Regions from separate parts of the Mus musculus genome. Here all the other regions are linked to region 1. Evidence: chromatin contacts called from public Hi-C and targeted proximity ligation data. All regions are on one chromosome and are shown on one strand. The core of a region is the stretch at or near the end of the contact, and the rest is flanking DNA. Distances in the headings are between cores, read along the strand shown. Region 1 holds the start of Ptar1 (protein prenyltransferase alpha subunit repeat containing 1). Region 2 overlaps Mamdc2 (MAM domain containing 2). Region 3 overlaps Mamdc2 (MAM domain containing 2).

Evidence for each region. Hi-C and Micro-C count contacts between places; a contact is called where the count stands out from the background.
Region 2: a contact with region 1 is called in a targeted proximity ligation map of memory CD8 T cells, with 6 read pairs. A contact is called at or near these places in 1 of 484 Hi-C or Micro-C datasets (CD4 T cells), 3 of 130 datasets of targeted methods (double positive thymocytes, extraembryonic endoderm stem cells and memory CD8 T cells) and 1 of 9 other capture datasets (liver).
Region 3: a contact with region 1 is called in a Hi-C map of the G1E-ER4 cell line, with 4 times the contacts expected there. A contact is called at or near these places in 3 of 484 Hi-C or Micro-C datasets (the G1E-ER4 cell line, cerebellum and gonadal supporting cells) and 3 of 130 datasets of targeted methods (embryonic stem cells and forebrain).

What each region holds. Positions count from the first base shown.
Region 1 is chr19:23,685,822-23,689,170 of GRCm38.p6, forward strand. It overlaps Ptar1 (protein prenyltransferase alpha subunit repeat containing 1), which reads left to right and starts at 1,579. Exons shown (of 7, transcript NM_028208.1): 1 at 1,579-1,724. The coding sequence starts at 1,639.
Region 2 is chr19:23,322,245-23,325,593 of GRCm38.p6, forward strand. All of the region lies in intron 11 of Mamdc2 (MAM domain containing 2), which reads right to left. Among named protein-coding and RNA genes, the nearest start is that of Gm41821, 24 kb to the left of the region's middle.
Region 3 is chr19:23,353,595-23,356,943 of GRCm38.p6, forward strand. The region is part of intron 7 of Mamdc2 (MAM domain containing 2); the gene reads right to left. Among named protein-coding and RNA genes, the nearest start is that of Gm41821, 55 kb to the left of the region's middle.

The DNA of each region.
Region 1 (3,349 bases), core at 329-2,828:
TGAGTATATACCATGCATATCCTTCTGGGCCTGAGTTACCTCACTCAGAATGATATTTTGTAGTTCCATCCATTTGCCTGCAAACCTCATAATGTCCTTGTTCTTAATAGTTGAGTTGTACTCCATTGTGTAAATGAACATTTTCTGTATCCATTCTTCCATTGTGGGACATCTGGGTTGTTTCCAGCTTCTGGCTCTCACAAATAAGGCTGCTATGAACATAGTGGAGCATGTGCCCCTGTGGCATGGTGGGGCATCTTTTGGGTATATGCCCAAGAGTGGTATAGCTGGGTCTTTAGGTAGACCTATTTCCAATTTTCCGAGGAACCTCCAGTAGCATATTACTTTTTAAAAAAATGTAAAAGATGTGTGTGCGTGTATGTTCCCACAGAAGCCAGAAGAGGATGTTGGATCATCTGGAGCTGGGGTTACAGGTGGTTGTGGTTGCTAAAAACAAGTGTACTTCATTGCTAAGCCATCTCTCCAGCCCCTGGTATCACTCTTCGACAGGACTCTTGAACTTGCTCTTGGTCTAGGGATGCAACACACCCCATTTGTCTCACTGCTTCTCCCAGAGCTTGTCAGAGTCTTTTAGGGTCTTAATCAGGTCTGTTTTGCTTTCCACAAGTTTGTAGACTGTCTCTTGTTTCTTCACCAGGATCAGGACCAACCACAGTTTGCTTTTCAGAGATCCAAGTTTCAAATAGCCCAGCCAAAGATAACCTTGAATGTCACCTCCTGTTTTTACCTCCCAAGATCACAGCCACGCACTACCTTGCCAGGGCCAAAAACCAAAAATTAAAAAGATACAGACTTCAAGCATCAGAGAAGGAGGAAGAGGAGGAGGAGGACGGGGAGGAGGAGGAGGAGGAGGAGGGAGAGGAGGAGGAGGAGGAGGAGGAGGAGGAGGAGGAGACACCATCACCAGTTAGAGGCAGTCAGAACTTTGTACTTAGAAGGGACAAATAAACCTGATATATAAAAATAAAAATTTTAATTACAACACTTTTAAAATCCAAATGGAACAGAGCAATCTTATAATTTGTGGAGCAAGAGAGGTCAGGAACAATTGTCAAAGCCTTTATTTTATTTTATACTCCAAATTAACGTAGTGATCACGAAATGTATCAAAAATGCTAAAAGTACAGAAGTACAGTGGGTTACTTTTGTTTTTAACCTTATCCCCGAGATCTGAAGGGTTCTTTCTCCTGTACTTTCTTTCCTTTGCTTACTACATTACAAGATCTAACTAAACGCGCTACTTTACACTTCATGCATAAAGTAGCACAGGCGTGCAAAAGGAGGTCAGCAACCCGCCTCCTCCCCGGGTGGGCCGGTGAAGCGGGCCTGGTGCAGCCATCCGGAGGTCCCTGGGTAAAGGCCACTCTGGGACACGGCTGCTCGGAGAAGTGCGGGGGAAGCCTCCTTCCTCCACGCCTAGTGAACCAAAACTCCACCAAAAGCCACCGAGCTCGAAGAGCCGGCCCAACCCAGCGGTGCTGCGGCCCTCCCTGACCCGGAAGTGCTCGGCGGCCTCGGCGAGAACGCGCCTGAGCCAGCGCGCGCGCGCGCCCCCGCGGAACTCCCGCCGGCGGCTGGGCTCTGCCGGAGGCGCGCCCGATCGCGGCGGCCGCCAACATGGCCGAGTCGAACGAGGAGGTGGCGGTGCTGGTGCAGAGGGTGGTGAAGGACATCACCAACGCCTTCCGAAGGAACCCGCACATGTGAGTGGCGCGCCCTGCGCCGCCGGGGTCGTCGGGGGCGGCTCGGGGCCGCGCTCTAGTCCACTCGCCGGGGCCGCTCGGGGCCCACGCGCGCTTCCGACAGGCGGAGCGCGGCTGGGACTGTCGCGCCGAGCCGGCTGGCCGTTACCAAGACGCGTGGCGGGGCAGTGCCGGGGAGCGACCTCCGAGAGCCACGTCGGAGCGTGGAGTTTTCTGCCCTGCGCGACGCGTCCCGGGAGTTGTGGCAACTCTTCTCCCCGCCGCCCTCCGCCGGGATGCGCTTGCCCCGCGGGCCACTACCGTGGGTCTCTGTGTCTTGGAGGCGACTCTCGGTTGCATCCAGTGCGTGGCTATAGAGGATTATCCACCCCATCATACTCCCTACAGCCCCCTTTCGGGTTAACTAAAGGTGATTGGAAGCTGCCTTTGACTTTTCGACTCGCTTGTCACAAAATTGCAAAGCGAGTCGGATGTAACAATTTTTGAAGGTGACCTGAGTGGATCTTATAAAGCTGTTGCAAACTGGATACTTTTTTTTTATTAGTAGCGCGTCCGAAGTTACAGACGAGCATCTTAAGGCATTCTTACCTAGCATTGTTGCCTTCTAAAAGTTCACTCCTGAACTGATACATATATTATCTCTTTCTCCTCCCTTTCCATTTTATTTGTTACTCTCTAGGAAGATACTCTTAAGATTGTATTTTTCTTTTCCTGATACTCTCCCTTTAACGAATGGAAAGGAAGCTACTAAAGAGTTACCTACATCAGTATACAAAAGAATAAGAAGCCAGAATGTAGCCCATTCCTGGGGAAACAAACATGAAGTCCGGTTTTGTATTATTTTCTCATTGGTTATACAATTTATTTTTAATATTTTAATTTTTTTTACTAAAACACATGAATTATTTTTACGCATTCTAGCCTCCTTAGCTTTTCCACTAAATGAAAGGCCAAACACTTTAATCAAGTGTTCTTTTCCTCCAAGATGATCTCAGAAAAGAATTTAGAAGTCCTCAGATGGCCTGCTTTCTTCTCTCAATTAAGGACTTAAAACTGTACTTCCTTCAAGACAAAAGACTACTGGCCTCTAAACATACCTGCCAGCCCCGACAGCCCCTAAGTCGTCCTCCTTTCCTCTTTTGACTGCTGACTTTTTTCCCCAATGAGTGTTTGGAGTGATTTCCTGGCAGTAGCCATAGTGGCTGCTGGGCCTTTTAAGGAATGCTTTGATGTCTTGTGTGTCTGTCTTTGAGGCCCTTTTTGAGAATTCCAGCTGCAGAGCAAGTAAAAGACACATCCTTTGGGGGGGGGGGGGAAGCTGGGCAAGTGAGAAGGTTCATTTTTTAATCACTGGTGTCATTTTCTAAAACATTGTAACAAAGGTTAGACATTTAATATCGTGATCACTCCAGTTTCTCATCTTTGAGGTGGACAAAAAATACTATATTTGGCGAAATTATGATTAGTTAGTTCTGGAGGTTGACCCAGTGGAATGTGGATCAGGTCTCTGTTTTTCTGGATCATCAAAAACTCCTAAAGGGCTTCAACTCCTCTCTCTTCATCATAATTTTATTCTGCGGTCTCACTAATATATACTCTGTCAACATAGAATTTATGGCTATTTG
Region 2 (3,349 bases), core at 442-2,941, 360 kb before region 1:
GTGGGAAGGGAAAGCTTAGGTGAGAGTCTAGAGACAGCAGGAAAGGAGATTAAGGTTGGGTATGATTAAGTAGATTGTATACATGTTTGAAATTGTCAATAAATGAAAATATTCTAAAAATGTGATTGGTTGCACTGTAGTACAGAATAGAGCAATGCTGCTAACTTCTGAGCTAAGTCATTTGTTGTAAGTAAATGCTGTTACAGAAGGTGAGATCAGAGCCGCCTCTTTTGGCTCTGGTGTGTGATTGATAGTGCTAAGATTCCTAGAGGAAATTTAGGACAGACAAATAGAAAAGCAGCCAAGGCTCTTGAAGGGTTAATGATTTAAAAGCCTCAGGCAAGCTGAGAAGCAGACAGGAAAGGGTCTGGCTCCTAATATCTTCAGGTAGTTAAGAGCCACAAAACTCCTGATATGAGGTTGGGTTTACCAACCGCTGTTTGCATTTACAGTTCGAGACTTCAGGGGAAACAGATCTACAGATGGGATCCTCCACTGGAAAAGTTCCTTCTTCTGCCCTATAAAATCTCCTAGCCCCTTGCTTCTTTGTGCACAGTCCTCACTTCTGCCACCCTTTATTGTTTTGGTAGAGGCCACTCTCCTCTTTGATTTTCACACTGTCTTGATCAACCCTGACCTAACAGGGAGGCATCTTGGTCAGAGCATTCAGAGAACGGTCTAAGCTGCAAGGCATCGAGGAACCAACGGGTTCCAGAGGAAACGGAAGGTCCACAAAATGAGCTCAAGATGTCCCGAGTTACCTCCCTCTTTAGGCATCACTCAGAGACACCAACAAACTCACTGATGTGAGCAGAGAGTAACCAGTGTTCAAAGTCGGAGGGCCACATTTTATGAGGAAAAAGGGACAGAAAAGAGAACATATTACTTGGCACTCTTCATTTGGGGTTTTTGTCAACTTCTTAACTTGAAGAGACCAAGAGACAGGAAGTTAAACACAAAATAAGGTGTCATTTCCTGCCTTCTCACCAGCTAGAGGCAATGTTTAAATTTAGTACAGAGTAGAGAGAACAGTTCGTCAATAGACCCAGGAGGCCGCTGTTGGAAACCACTCTCCAGGTGAGTGAGGCAGAACCGGATGTGTACCCAGGAAGCAGAGACTCACCCCTAAGTCATACTGCCTCAGTTCTTATCCTCTGACAGGAAAACACCACCACAGAAGTGCTCTGTGAGATTTCATTGATGATAATTCAAGAAGTCAAATTTATCATAGATTTTTGAGGTGTGTGTGTGTGTGTAGACAAACCCCACTTGTGGGAGATGGGTAGCCCATACGTGGAGTTCCCACATAAGACATTATTGTTTAATGGTTTGAGTGTATAATAACAAGTTTGAGGGGTTAGGGTATAGTTTAATAATGCCACTCTTGCCTGCTATGTGCAGGGCTCTGGGTTCAACCTCCAGCACTACAAAACACACGCATATGTTTATATGAGTATATAAATACGTGGATCTATTCAAGAAAATGGATAAGCTAATGGCAAATTTCATCAATGAACTTGAGTCTATTAAAAAGCAAGCAGGTGGCGGGAAGGGTTTCAGAGAAGCAGAACAAGGACCACTGCAAAAGGAACAAAGACCACCGCAAAAGCAATAAGAACACCAGCAGAAACCATGATCAAAGCTAACTTTAATCAGCATCTGACAGCTAACCAGCACCTCCTAACCAGCAGCTAACCAGCAGCCTAAGAGTGCTTGTTCAGGGGAAGTGCTTGGTTCTTGCTAAGAGCAGTGATGTTTTTACTCAGCCTCTTCATCTTCACCTTTCCTACTAAGGCACATGTGGGGAGCAGGATGGGAGCAGACACTGAGTCAGAGCAGGTGGGCTACCTCCCAGACACTCCATTCCTGGGAAATCGGCATTATCTGATCCATTTGGCAGCAAATCGAAGAGCTCCATTCACAGGGCTCGTCTTTATTTAACCTGAGATGATGTATTGATTCTGACAGTCACACAGCAGCTTGACATATTTATAGTGTGGCTTTCCTGAGCTTTTCTTTTCATTTATTGGACACGTATTGACTGACTAGCTAGTGCAGCTGTCTATAAAACAGGTTTGCACGCCCCCCCCCACCCCCCGCGTTTCTTTTTGCCTCCCTTGTTTGAGTTCTGCCAGCTATAAACTGAAGGTTTTAAGCAAGGAAAGTGAAAAGAGAGACCTGATTCAGAGGCACCTTATCTTGTATCCAAGGCAGATACTGAAGGCCTTTGGTTTTCAGTATAGAGGGGTCTTCAGTCACTCCTAGTTTAAACCCCTGCAGAATTTCTCTGCACCTATGGGAATGAGGTAGGAATGGGGAGTCACTGTGAAACGGCACATATCTAAGCCAGTGAGGGTGGGAGTGTATGAAAAAGGATTTCTTCTTTTACTCTATTTAATGGTTGGGAGAGATAATTCAACACATTTATTAGATATTTTCATTAACTCAATCAGTTAGACATAGCAGTGGCCAAGTCAAGGATGCTTCTTTGTTGTGTGGACTGATAATACTATTCTTGTTGTATGACTCTGTCCTCCATTCCTGCTGTGGGGACTCATAGCTTCAAGTACACGCCCTCCATATAAGGTACTACATCCATTCCAGTAGTGACAAGTGCGACAGGCCCCGCAAACCTGGGCGCTGTCCCGAGGCGAAAAGTTCATGGAAACTTAGCCTCCTGGAATCGTGGCATCCTGTATAAAGAATGCTCCAATGTCCTTGCTTTAGTTGGCTAATGGATCTGTGTGCTCTTCCTTAATATTGCTTTATTACAAGTGCTCCTAAGGATTGATATTTTGACATATAGCTAAGTTAGATTCTAGGCAGTCCTTGATCCAACCTTGGGCATGGATAGCTAAGTCACTGCCCTACACTGAAATTTACCATTATCTAGGAAGAAGGAAGTTTGTGACCTAAAGAGGAACCAGAGTAGATACTTAGAACTATAGGTAGCTGAGTTACACCCATACACAAATATTTACAATGGCCTAGGGGGAAGGTGGACTATACTTAGGAACTTTGGCAAGGGCACGAAGCCCTCGCCCCTGGCTTCTAAGATTAAGTGGACCTTAGGTGGAGCTGTTTTTTATTCCAATTGTTAACATTGAATTTTATCCCAGTTCGTTCCTGCCAGTCCTTCCGTGTTTGCATTCCTCTGTTTTGTGTAAGAATCCACTAACTTCTTAGTACCTTGCGGGTGTGTCATCCAACTTCCCTATTTCCTTCTGTATAAAAAGTTTGATGCTCGATTTGACAAATTACATTCAGATCCACACACCCTTGTGTCGAGTCTGTCTTTCAATTCCCACCGAACTCCTTGTCCACCTGCAGTCAGAGGCCTGTTCCACGC
Region 3 (3,349 bases), core at 372-2,871, 330 kb before region 1:
GTTTTGACATGACAGGAAAATTGTTCTTTTCTTCTCTAAAAGGAGGGCAGCAGGCAGCTCTGATCACATTATCTACAAAAATAAACAAATACTAGGGATTTCCTTTGAGAACGCAAAGGCTGTGAACATTTACTCACAACTTTCAAATCGACCCCTACAACATTTAAAAGACAGAAAAAGGAGAGGATTTTTTTTAAAAAAGAGGCTCTTAAGTTCTAAGATGTGTTTTAGAACTAGTATTTTCCAGAGATAATTCCCCATTGTTGACTAGTCCCAGCATCAGAGCAGTTATGATTGCCATTCGCTGTAGGAACTGCTGCTCTTGAGGAAAAACAGCCCTTCCCAGAAACCACAGAGTTCAGAAGTCACCCTGGGCTTTTCAGGGGGCGTTGCTGTTTGGGCTTTGCTGAGTCCTGTTATCCTTCACAATGGCCCACAAGTGTCCCTTTGGCCCAGACTGCCCAGACGGGATGGAGTATGGAAGAGTCCTCCTGCTCCCTTGGGAATAATGGTTGATCCTATTAACGCAGGACTTAGAAGCCTCATAGCTTACGTTGCCCTCTGGAGTTAGAGGGGATGTAACCACAGCAGATTGGGATGCTCAGTATGAGCCTAGTCTGATTGGTGAGAGACACAGCTGGGACATTTTAGGGCTAGAGCGATAAAGCGTGTTGTTTTGTATATCTGGAAAGTCCTTTCTGCAGAAACTTTCATTCTGGGGACAGCCAGCTGGCAACTCAGGGGCCGTTAGGTCAAGGCTATGTTCTCAGTTAATTTTCAAACCAAGAAAGTACTCACGTGGGCAGAAGAACACAGTCAGGGGAAATGGCCAAAAGAATCATTCAACCAAATGGTACAAGGAACCCAAGATTTAGTTTTGACCCAGAAAAACATATAGCTTTAGAAAACCAGTCGGGGAACAGTTGTATGCTTTGTGAACTAACTTATAACATTGTATCAACATTAAATGTCCCAAACTTACTAATTATTCCATAGTTACACGGCAGATACATATTGCAACAAAGGAGAACAGTGTTCTTCAAGGTCTGGTAAGACAAATGCTGGCCCTGCCTAATGCTATCACTGTTGTAGATCTGAGAAAAGAGTCTAGGGAGTTCCTCACCGAAATCCCATATTCTAGCAAATTTTATCTGAGTTTGAAAAGAAGTTCCATAATCTCTCTCTCTCCCTCTCTCCTTTTGGTAGTGACTAACCGTGCGTTATAGAAAGAGAATAAGAAGAAACCGTTCCCATGTAACTGGAACATGGTCGCATGTCAGTCACAAGCCCAAGCTTGCTAGTGGAGAAGGAAATAAGGACTGCAGTGCTCTAAGCCTGGTGAGTCACCCACATGCTGCTCCGCCCATTTCTGCCAGAACGAGGGTATATTGTTATGTCCAAGGAGACAAAGCCTGAGAAAAATTAATATGATGTCACACACACCAGGACTCTTCAGCATTTCCCCACTGACAATGGAGAGCAGAAGAAACTCCACTATTTCAATTCTTAGCCAACCTCCTCCTACCTAATAATGAAAAACATGAAAAAGTCAAAATGTACAGCCAGCTGCGTAGCTTAGAAGATGGCGAGGTACTCTTAAATACCTGGCATACACTGATGATCAGGTCAGCAAAATCACTCACGAACCTTAGAGAAACACCCCTAAGTGGCTGCAAGAGAATCTTAACCCCCTTTTTAGGTCTCTAGAGGGGGCAGTAGTACTGGAATTCAAAAATTTATAGCAGCTTTATTCAGAGTAGCTGAAATGGAGACTCGACCATTGGTGGTCTTCAGTTGGTGAAAAGGCATGTGAGCTGTGGTGTATTTATTTTGATAATGAAATATTACTCAGTGCTTAAAAAGAAATGATCTATGGAGCCACAAAATAACCGGGAGGAAACAGAAATCTGCAATACTGCATAAATTCTGCTCAGTGAAGGGAGCCAGTATGAGAACACTGCCTACTGCATGACTCCACAACCATAAGGCATGATGGGAAAGGCAAAATCAGGGAGACAAGAAAAAGGCCAGTGGTTGCAAGGGCAGGGGTGGGGGGAGGGTGAACCTGTATTCCACTGTAATGGTGGGCATGTGTCAGTACAAATGTGTTCACTCCTATAGAACATGCAATACCATCAGTGACCTTTAATGGAAACTCTGGAGTCTGAGTGATAGTAATATGTATGGGGGGAAAGATTATATGTGTTACTGCTGTGACTTCTGACCATTTGGCTGAACCTCAAACTGCCCTAATAAAACACAACTTTAAGCACAGGTCTCTCTTATCCATGGTTTTCTGGTTGTTATTTTCTTCACTTGATAAATACTTGGTCTTAGAAATGATTTGATGATTCTATCTAATATCTAAGTGATATTATTCTATTTATTCTATCTATCTAAATGATTCTATGGTCTGATAGAAAGTTTTAAGAGTGGAGATCATAGACTAAATCTACTTTATGTAGAATATTCAGACAGTTATCTGGAAGCTAAAGATGGGGACCTTCAAATAGCTACCCAGCATCTGAGGTGGGGGCAAAGTCCTTGTTCACAGAATGTTTGAGACGTTTGGTTCAAGGGAAGATAAAAAATTGAGTATCTGGGGCATGTTAATGGCATGATGGAGGCTTAGGGAGGAACTGAGGCACGCAGATGCAAGCCACTGAGCATCAGTTGGTAGGAAAAAGAAACAAAAGCAAACCCTTTGAAACAATTTATCAGAAAGTATCATCATGTAATTATTTGCTTTCTGATATTTGAGCTTCTGAGGAATGGAGGTGTTTTAGACTTCATTAGCTGGAATGCTCTTGGGCCTGGGAAGAGCAGTTGGCATGTTTGTACCCCCTTTTCTCTGCTCCTTGGAGCTCCTGGAGATGATCCAAGCGCCAGTGCTGTAACTAAAAGGCTCTCCAGCCCTGCAGTGTACTACAAGAGATGAGCCCAGGTCACAGTAGACAATGAAGGATGCAAACCTTGGACAGTAGATTTATTTCCCACGAGGAATCTTAAATGCGGCAGAGACAGAGACAGTTCAAAGCTGGCTATGGGAAGAGTGAGTGTGGCCAGGATCATGACGACCCAGTGGCTTGGCCTCTGAATAAGTAGCAGATATACTTTAGGGTACTCGAGACAAGGACGATGTCAGCAACTTCATCTCCAGTTTAGGCAGTAATTGGAGTGGAGTTTTCAAACTAGGTTAAGAACTCTGGGCAGCATCCAGCTATTGGTGAATGGTTGTTGTTGGCTTCCGTAGTCTTCTGAGGAGTGTCTTTGAGTAACCATGAGTGTTCTTGCAGTCCCTGGCTTAGGTGTGGAATGGAGAGAAGCTTGGGCCTCTATATGTCACAGC